2 separate regions of the Hordeum vulgare genome follow, and region 1 is linked to region 2. Evidence: chromatin contacts called from public Hi-C data. All regions are on one chromosome and are shown on one strand. Each heading gives the region's core, a stretch centred on a gene start, on an enhancer-like site or on the middle of the called end of the contact. The rest is flanking DNA. Distances are from core to core; before and after follow the strand shown. Region 1 has its middle 150 kb from the start of LOC123402844. Region 2 has its middle 7.0 kb from the start of LOC123406238.

What was found. A called contact is a pair of places that touch in the nucleus more often than the background predicts.
Region 1: a contact with region 2 is called in a Hi-C map of seedling, with 5 times the contacts expected there. The contact joins two enhancer-like sites. A contact is called at or near these places in 2 of 6 Hi-C or Micro-C datasets (leaf and seedling).

The regions. Positions count from the first base shown.
Region 1 is chr6H:138,771,160-138,776,758 of MorexV3_pseudomolecules_assembly, reverse strand. No RefSeq gene overlaps it. Among protein-coding and RNA genes, the nearest start is that of LOC123402844, 150 kb to the right of the region's middle. Within about 2 kb of position 3,803, at least 3 of the 3 cell types and tissues checked have open chromatin away from gene starts, as enhancers often do. A contact at or near this core is called in leaf and seedling, where this site is marked.
Region 2 is chr6H:138,382,327-138,387,297 of MorexV3_pseudomolecules_assembly, reverse strand. No RefSeq gene overlaps it. Among protein-coding and RNA genes, the nearest start is that of LOC123406238, 7.0 kb to the right of the region's middle. Within about 2 kb of position 3,662, at least 3 of the 3 cell types and tissues checked have open chromatin away from gene starts, as enhancers often do. A contact at or near this core is called in leaf and seedling, where this site is marked.

The DNA of each region.
Region 1 (5,599 bases), core at 2,554-5,053, 390 kb before region 2:
ACACACATGGGCTAATGTCCAATGGACGAGTATCGCGGCTATGGGCGGTATAAGGCATACATAAGCAAGCTTGACATGCTAACTTACAAACAGGTAAATGCTTTACCAAATTTGCTAATTTTTTTCATGGATGGTTGAGTGACTTGTTGTTATGTAGGTTAATTGGAGGCCATACACGGTACTTAGGCAGTATCCTCTGAGCAACATGTGCCTTCGTGACCAGCATCTTTGGCGTGTGCGGTGCCCGATGATATGCTTTTATGCGGTGGAGTGGCATCTTCCTCATCGTGTTTCAAAGCAGTTCGGGGTACAACAACGCACCCCGCCGGATTACGTCGAGACAAGTGTGAAGCTACATAAGTGAGTCTTTTGTATCACGTGTTTCTCCTGTTGATCAATGTCTAACATGAAAAAATGAAACTGATGTAGTATTCTAATGCTTTGTAGGACAAACCGGCAAAGCAATAAGACTGTCATCAATTGGGAGGAGCACCACATTACTTGGGTGGACATGTGGAATGCTCAGAGACAACATCGAGTTGAAAATGATGAAACACCAGACACTGACGAGGCGGCATACTTAAGGCATTTGGAGTGGATGCGTACAGAGTATAGAGTTATCCATAAGGCTGCCTGGACTCGTTCCGATTGCTTGGACTTACTGCCGAGTGAGGCTGCTGATGCTGCATTCAACAATTCAATTAGGGAGACAGTTGGAGCGCATCTTGACTATGGTCCTCTCCATGACAGAGTGGTACGTCCCTCCTTTAAAATATAAACAAGTGTCATTTATTCGTGGATGGTATGTCACATGTGTTTTATCCAGGGCACGGAGCTATGGAGATGTATCAACGAGAGTAATGTGGTCCTTGCCCGTGCCCCATGTCCACAAACGGACTGACTTGTTAGAACTACTCTGCAGGTTTGATGCCTTGTTAACCTTTGTTTTATCATACCTTTGTTAGCATATTAACATGTCATTATCTTTTCCTTGCGCAGAAGGTCGCCAATCGGTGCCGCACACTAGCGGCTTTACTTTCTTGCCACAGTGTTTCGTCCACCGATGTGAGGGCACGTGCGCAGTACACGATGGATGTGCAGTCTTTCGCTCGTCCGTCTGCCAGCCGGCCACGGGCCTCTTCCGCTCGTCCGTCTTCGAGTCGAGCACATGTTTCTTCTAGCCGAGCACATGAAGAGGAGATTGAAGAAGAAGATGAGTCCGACAACGAGGCCGCGGATCCGGACTTCATTGAGTTTGGGGCTTCGCAGATGGAAGATGCTCCGCAGTCAAGTCAACCCACTCAGCCGACGGAAGAAACACGTCAAGCTAGCTCAAGGAACATCAGACGTCCTGGCTGGCAGAACACTCCAGAGGGCTACGTTACTAAGGGCAAGATGGCTGCAAAGAGAGGGAGGAAGTGAAGTATGTTACCTATGTCGTATTCTGAGTGTTATGATGTTGTCTATTGAACTATGTTTTCTGTTGAACTATGTTGTTTGTTGAACTACGTCTGTTAAACTATGAACTATGATGTTATGGTGAGTCTTATGATTTAAATTATGGTGTTATGCTGTGAATTATGGTGTTATGTTTTGATGAATGGTGTTATGCTGTGAATTATGGTCTTACGATTTAAACTATATTCTATGAAATATGTTTGTTGATCAAAACAGTGAAAAAAATCTTGTTTTGGGGTACTGGACTAAGGAAACGCCAGGAAGCTTGGCGTTTCTGGTTGGGTCTGCAACGCCAGCATGTCTGGCGTTTCTGCGCTGGGTGCAACGCTGGCCAGGAACCCAACACTGCGGTACTGGACTAAGGAAACGCCACGGAGCTTCGCGTTTCTGCTTTGGTCTGCAACGCCAGCCCCTTTGGCGTTTCTGCTTTGGTCTGCAACGTCCAGTAGACTGGTGTTGCACATGAGGCCTGCAACGTCGAGTAGACTGGCGTTTCTGCTAAGGACTGCAACGCCACGGTCTCTGGCGTTTCCAAAAGGGTCAAAACGTGAAATACTTTCGAGCCGAGTTCGTTTTGGGATGAACTTACGCCTTAAGGATCAAAACAGTGAAAAAATCCCTAATATGCAACCTGCTCCTCCTGCGTGCACTGTGGGCCAGCCCATGTGCAAGGCGGCTACCCCAATGTTTTTTTTCTATTTTTGTTTTTGCTTCATTAAACATTGTTTCAGGATTTCAAAACAAAATGAAATTTCAAAAAATGTTTACACTTTCGGAAAAGTCTTGAATTATTGGGGATTGCTACGCGTCCACCGGCCAATCGTGTGATATACGTCGGCCACCTTGATAGCCGTTGGATGTACGTGCGGGCGGTTGTTCGATCAATCTCCTCGCACACCTTGCTTGTGCCTTTCCCCACTCATTAAGTCTTAAATCAACGATGTGTTGCAGAAACAACTGCTTTGATTGTGGAAAATGCGTGACAATTAATCTTGAAACAACCATCGTGTTGCAGAAACAGCTGCTTTAGCTATTGCACTCGTATGGCAGAGTGGCAACTTTCACCACCACAACAAACTTATTCTTGTAGAATTTTTGTAACAGAGGACTCGTTGCAGAAATCTTTGCAACACATGCCTTGTTGCTGATTTTTTTTTTTACAACGAAGGTCTTGTTGCAATTTTTTTTGCAACAATGGTAATGTTGCAGATTCTTTTGTCTTCACCTACGTATGATATTACGAAAGAGATGTTTTGCACCATGATTGATGTTATAAAAAACAACACGACTAAGGTAGGCCCATATAGAACACGCGTCGCACGAACAAGAGGTTGCTGCTCTAAGGGATCCAGATTTAGATCCTGCAACATAAGAGCTGTTGTGGTGCGTGAACTGCAACAAGCCGTAAGTTACACAACCGTAAGCTGATGAATCCGTATAAAACACGTGACACACGAATGAGGGTGCGGATGCCTGCATGCAATCCGTCGGCTGGAGCACAGAGTTTCCCTTCTAACAATGATTGCCCATTCAAAAATTGTTCTTGAATTCAGCAAATGCTGTCAAGTGTGAAAGATGTTCATGATTTTGAAAAATAATCATGTATTTCAAAATTTTGTGCAAAGTTTAAAAAATGTTGTTGATTTTCAAAAAACGTTAATTAATTCTGTAAAATTTCATGATTTTTATAAAATATTATTGAATTTGAAATAAAATCACGGACTAAAAAACTGTTGTTGATTTTGGCAAATGTTCAGTTTCAAAAAGAAATCACGAATTCAAGAAAATGTTCATAAGGTTAAAAATATGTTTGTGAGTCCGAGAAATGTTCACTAATTTCAATAGATGTACTTAAGTTTAAGAAATACTCACGAATTTTACAAAATGGTTTAGAAATTAATATGTCTATGAAATTTCAAAAATGTTAGGAAAATCGCAAAATGTTCACCAATTTGAAAAAATAATTACGACTTTCAAAATATATTCATAAAATTAAAATTATGTTCCACAAATTTCAAACTATGTTCACAACTTTCAAACAAATCACAAATTGAAAATATTCTTGCGGCTTTCTAGAAAGTTCACTATTTTGAAACATATTTGTGATCGTTATAGTAGGTCGCAAATTTGAAAAAAGTTCATTAATCCAATAAAATGCGACGTTGAAAAAAGAGGAAAATATGAAAAGGTAATGATAAATAAAATGAATAGAAAAAAAAGAAATGGAAGAAACAAAAACTGGGTCAGGAAAGGTTAATCTGAAATGGCCGGGCCACACATCAGGACGATAGTTCGTGGTGTATGTGTTCGACCTCTATTCCCCGACCCATGCTGGGAATAGGACTCGCTCTGCAGGTGGGGAGTTCTTAATTCACACATGGCTCACTAGGTTCAGGCCGGTTCAGGCATTCGGGAACAACAACCTCATTTTTTTCACATTTGTTTTCCTTCTTTTGATTTTATTAGTTTATACTTTCAAATAATATAAATAAATATATTATAAAAGTAACTCTACATTATAAATTTGTAAATGTTGACCAAAAATTTGAAAATATTAAATGTGTATAATATTTATCAAGTATATGAAAATTCTATACAAAACAGTAAACTGTGTATGAAAAAAATTGATCACAGAATTAAAAAAATTCAAACCATGTATTAAAAGTTCTTAAAAGTGTTTGAAAAATGTTAATAAAGCATTTCTAAAATGTTACAAGTGTATAAAACAATGTTAACCATGTATTTTAAAATGCTAATTAATCATTTGAAAATTTATTAAATAATATATGAAAATGTTAACGAAGATTTGAAAAATGCTTATGTGCTTAGAAAAGCTGTTGACCATGTGTTCAACAAATATTAATATTGTATTAAAAAAATTTAATGAAGTAGTTGAAAATTGTGAATTTTTAATAGAGGAAAAGTTAACCATGTATTAAAAATGTTAATCTTATATTTTTAAAATGTTAGCCATGCATTTGAAAAGGTTTAAAAGTGTGTATAGGAAAACAAATTGACCATGTATTAAAAAATATGAATTTTGTATTTGAATTTCCTTAATCAAGCATTTGAAAAATGTTAAAAATGTGTATAGATTTTTTTTGAAACTGTACATAAAAATGGTATTGAATAAATGTTAAACGTGTATTTCCAAAAAAATGCTGATATATACAAAAAATGTAGATTGAAAACCAAAGAAACCCAGAAAAGTGAACGAAAAAAAACAAAATAAACCAAATAAAAAAGGAAAAGCAAAATGAAAAAGCAAACGTACAAATGCAAGAAATAATGAAAAAATGCAAAAGAAAATAAAACACATAAAACAAGAAAAAAGCCGAAGAAAACTGGCTCGAATTGCGTCGATTAGGTTGTACCCCTAGAACTAAGAATGTGGTCGTAGTGACTAGCAGTGTTTCTATTGCCCTGGTTCTCTCCTTTTCCTTCTCTTTTTTTTCCTTTTCTTTTTTTTCCTACCGTCTCGCTGACTGCAAGATATATTAGTTGCCGTGCTTTTAGGCCGGCCATATGGGGCCGGGGTGCCCCTTTTTTATTCTTGCATTTCTCTTTCTTAGTTATATATTTTTATTTCATTTATAAAGAAAAAATGATTTAAAAACTGGTCCGACTATTATAGAATTGTCGGGATTTTTAGAAAAAATCGAACTCGTCAAAATTCATGAGTCTGAAAAATAGTTTTCAAATCAGAAAAATGTTCGCAAGTTTGGAAAATGTTACTGAATTAAAAAAAGTTATCGCAATTGAAAAAATGGTCGTATATGGATTAGAAAAAATGCATCGACTAAAAAATCTACATGAATTCGAAAAACTGTCATGCATTTGAAAACAAATTTTCGTAACTTAGATAAATTGTTCCCGAAGAATATGTTAGTATATTCCAAAAATGATTTACTATTTAGAAAAATATTCATGTGGTTTGATTAAATGTCCACTCTTTTTAAATAATGTTCCTGAATTTGCAGAATATTAGGTATCTGATAGATCTTCGATTTTGAAAAGAATTCATGATTCCATAAATAATGTTCATGAAATTTAATAAATAATTAAGATTTCGTGAAACTGTTCACAAAATTTGAAAATCTGTTTGGAAAATAAAAATAAATAAAACAATGTAAAAAATGGA
Region 2 (4,971 bases), core at 2,413-4,912:
AAAGGCGCAACTGTGGAGGAGGAACTAAAAGGAAGGCAACATGTTTGCCGAGATGACATGCTTCATAGGAGTGAGCATTCGTTTTATTATATGTAAAATAAATACTCCTCATTATTTGACGAAGTGAAGCAGAGCTGGGGTGTCCATGACGCGTGTGCCAGAGATCAACACGAGCGAAAAGAGCTCGGGGAACGGTGGATGTGGAGGATGGCGGCTGAACTGGATAGAGGTCATCGGGACTGTCACATCGGTGCAGAACCATCCTGGTGCGGGCGTCCTTAACAGAAAAACCAACTTCGTCAAATTCCACAGTTACAGAATTATCACGGGAAAGTTTATGAACAGAAACTAGGTTGTGAATAAGCTCAAGAAAAACAATGAAATCTTGAAGAGACGGTGGCCTAGATGATGAGGGAAAACTAGTGGAACCAATATGAGAGATGTGAGGCCGACAGCATTACCGACGATGATGCGGGTAGAAGTAGACGTGGGAAAGGCAATGGAGAGGTTACCCGGATGTGCTGCATGTGGGCGGAAGCTCCGGTGTCCATGAACCAATCACCCCCGCCGGTGTAGGGCGCGGCGGGAGGCTACTGAAGAGCAGCGAGGAGCAATGGGTCCACCGCGGGATACCCATGAGGACCACCGTAATCAACGTAGGGGTGGCGGGCGGTGGAACTAGGAGGCCAGCATGGCCAGTCGGTGAAGGTGCGACGTAGCCAGGCTGTGGCATGGCAAGCATGGCGTGATGCGCCGCAGGGTGTGGGGCAAAGAGGCCCAGGGCCCGGGGCATGGCACGGACATGCTGTAGGCGTGCATGACCCTAGTCCAGAGGTTATAACCACCACCCCAAGGCGGAGGAGCCTTCGTGTTGGAGAAGCACGGCTTCCCGCCATCGTCACCGTTTCCAGAACCGCCACCATTGCGGTTGCCATCGCGGCCCCGACGACGGTTTCCATTGCCACCGTCGTCGCTAGTGCGTTGTTGCTGCTATTGCGGCTGTTGTGGCTACGACGGTTGTGGTTGGAACGGCGGGAACAGGGCCGGAGGGTGCTGCTGCGGAGCTGGCGGGGGGGGCACTGGTCCGCCGCGTGAGAGGCCGACGGAGAGGGCGGTGTGGACGGCGCGGGTGAGCGCGTGCTTCATCCGCCTTTCCTCAAGATGGATATAGGCCACCCCACGCTCGAAGGTGGGATCGAGGGTGAGGTTGGAGGCGGCATTGCCGAAGTCCTCGTTGAGACCGGTGGTAAGAGTGGAGAGGAGAACCTCATCTCCGATCTTAAAGTCGATGTCGTTGAGTTCATAGGAGAGGGTCTTGAGCCGAAGACAATAGGCATCGATGGAGAGGTTGTTTTGCTGACACCCAAAGAACTCCTGCTGCAAGAACGCAATGTGTTGGAGCTTGCTGTCGGTGAAGCGTTTGTTGATATTGGTCCACACCGTGTAGGCATCGTCCCCGTCGCGAACGACGGTTTGGAAGATGTCCGGCGAGACGGTGAGGAAGAACCACCGAATGAGGGTGGCGTCAATGGCCATCCAGTTGGCGTCACGACCCATATCGACAAGGTTGGCGGTGTCGTCGACGTGATCACCGAGGTTGTACTCCCGGAAGAGGAGGTTGAAGTAGGTCTTCAAGCCGTAGTAGTTAGCCTCCTTTTAGGAGAGCTTGATGGGAACGTGACCGGACAGAGGAACGTCGTGTATGTGGGTGGCGTTGAGAATCTCGGAGACAGAGGTGAACGACGAGCCAAAGGGGTTGTTACTGCGACCGGAGGAAGACATGGTGGCGGTGGCTAGAGTGGACCGACGGCGCGAGTAGGGTTAGGGTTTGGAGCGGTGCGACCGAGAGGTGGCGGTAGCGCGGGTGGGAAGAGACGCGGAGCGGCCAGGCGGCAGTGCGGGGAGTAGCAACGGCGGCTCGGAGGAGGCACGGCGGGGGGGCGAAGGAGACGTGGCGCGGCGACGACTAGGGTAGGATCAGGTTTAGGTTGATACCATGTATAGGAATAGGATGCAACTCTCGATGTACTGATCGGGTGCAAGCGCACGTATATATGATGTACGAGTCAATTGCAGAAAACCACCACATTTGCAGAAAGCCACCAGGTCACTAATCTGTTGCAAAAAAAACACCACAATCTTAGTTAAGTTGTTGCAAAACCACTGATCAGATGATTTGTCCCATTTAATCATTTTGTGACAAGTGGAGCCGGAGTTTAAGAAGCTGACCTAGCAAACAATTAACACACACGCCCCTAAATCTAAAAAACAAAAGTGATCAGATCCCCCACCGTGTGGACAACCACTGAACCACCTCGCCATCCGGCCAAGTGCGAGCGCCGCCACGCTCCTTTTCAACGTGGGAAACAACGCACAAGTCGCCCCTGCCTGGACCAGCCGTTGCTAGCCACGACCGGCCCAACCACGGCCATGTCGACGGCGCCGTGGCGGTGCGTGGGAGCTAGAGGAGGCACTTGACGAGGCCCTCGGCGAGCCGCGCATCGAGCACCTCGCGGCGACCGTAGTAGGCAACGCGTAGGCAGAGCTCCAGTGCGGGGCGCGCATGGTGGTCGGTGGCGTACAGCAGGGCCACCAGCCGCGGGGAGATCGCCGCGTGCGGGGGTCAATAGCCGCGGGAGCTCTCCGCGCACATGCCGCTCATCCACCAACGGTGTTCGGATTGCCGCTCTGGTTGTCGTCGTCGTTGCCCGGGCGACGCCTCCGTGCTTCTCTTGGACATCGGATCTGGACGGAAACGGGACAGCGGCAAGCGAAGGTGGCCAGAGGAGGAGTGCAGGATAGCTGGGTGGCGCGGTGGAGCTCTTCATTCGTCAATGGCGGCATCCTGCAGAGAACGAGAGAGAGAGGTGCTTTAGAGAAGAAGCCAGGGAAGGAGAAGAAGTGAAGGTAGGGGACGACGACACGAGGGGCCTGCTGGTCGTCGGCGTCAGGTTGCCGGAGGTGCGGGGCAGAGGCCTCATCTGCGCGGGAGGGAGCGGGGATGGTGGATTGCATTGTTCTTTTTCATCCAGGGGTTGTATATCAATGTTTTGACGAGTCAGCTCATTACACACCGACCCTACTTGTGAGAAAGTCATTAAACGGGCGAAATCATCCGATCAGTGCTTTTTGCAATAAAATTAATGGAAAAGCAGTATTTTTTGCAACGGGTTAGCGACTTGGTGATTTTCTACAAACCTAGCCGTAAATGTAATGGTTTTGTGTAATTAACTCTATAATGTACAAGATGGGCCATAACCTCAATTATACAAGGAAATAGAAGGTGGGTTAGGTATACAAGATACATGTGAAATATAGTCAATATAGATGTGTCCTAGATACATCCAAAAAAAATATTTCATCCGACTAGCTTATGCCGTTGTTGACAAAAGTGGGACCCACCTGTCATACCTAAGCCGCGAACTAGTGTTTTTTCTGCCAAAAAATAAAAAAGGCGCAAAGTTAGTGGTTCTGGACACAGAACTGTAAACCTTATCATCCGCGCTCTTAAACATTATCCTACGAAAAATCCGGAGTTGAGAGCAAAACGTAGAGATGCATGTGCCGTTCTGGTGTGGCCGGGGGAGCAAGGACAGTGCACATAAAACAAGCCGTGGTGGCGATGGCGACTTCGGTGAGGGCAAAACGGCAGCGTCACGAGGTGTGAGCGGCAAGAAAGGGACCATGCTTGCACCAACCACCATGGACACACACCCACCCCTCGTGCCATGGTTTTGTCCCTCTTCCTCCTCCTCTCCTTTTAAGTTCGCCCACCCTACGCATATGAGGCCGCCATACAGATGATACCCCAGATAGCTAGGTACATATGCATGGTAGCGGCCACTTATCTCCCCCTCCTTTCTCCTGCTAGAACTGCTGCCATGGACCGACGGACGGACGGACGCCTTTGCTGGTGTGAGAGACTGAAGCTGCCAGCATGATCTGCTCGTCCAGCATGCGCTGAAAACGTGTTCCGTTGCGCGGGGTTATCTTGGAATTTTGGCTCCATCAGATCATGCTGCAGCTTCATTTTCCCACAGCCACCAAAAGATGTAGAGGTTGTTTTCTGGTTTCTCTTGCATAGGCAGGCAGACTTGCATGAAAGGTATATGCTTGCTAATTTGGTCTTGTTTGGCCTGCCTTCTCCTTCTGTTTCTGTGTGAGTATATTCTTTTTGTTATCATGTCTCATGTGTCCTCAAGGTGTTCTCTCATACAAAATCTCTCGGTCCTTTCCAGCTTCTCAAGAGGTTCTCTAATGGTGTGTGGCTTGTTGCACTTGCATTAGTTTTACCCTCCTGCGTATACCATCAAATTAAGATGGCTTCCTTAGCGGAAGGTAAGGAAAATGAAATTTATGCCCCACACATGATTCACTTCTGTTTATTTATTTAGTTCCTTTTTGATGAAGGAAGATTGTAGCTTGTAGGAACCCCAGTATAATAATTAGGAGCCCATGTTCAAGTTTGAGGACTTTTGGAGCCCAATCCAAGTGAGCTAGGCTTACCTACACTTATCTTTCATTCATATATCTTAATGAGAGCACTTTGCATACAAAATCTCGTTGGACGCTTCCACCTATCTTTGCTTTAATTGTACAGAAATTCAAATTAGACGGTTTAATTGCTGTCTCTCCTAACATGAAGACATTTTACCCATTTGTTATTGGATTGTCAGTACTGTTGAGCACAAGTGTTAGCTCATCCAAAAACAATCCTGGCAATGGCAGTCAATTGATATCATTTGACATGCATCTGTTTTTGCTGTATGATGGGAATTACAATGTGTAGAGAAATAAAAATGTTGTAGTCATAACATCTTTGAATAGAGAACTAGGCAGTAGCCTAGTTGCAAGGGTACACAGTGGTGTAGCCCATGGATCTCATTTTTTATAACACCTTTGAATAAATGAACGATACAGACAATGCAATAACTATACCAAATTCAAATCAAGTATTGGGTAATTGAGTTG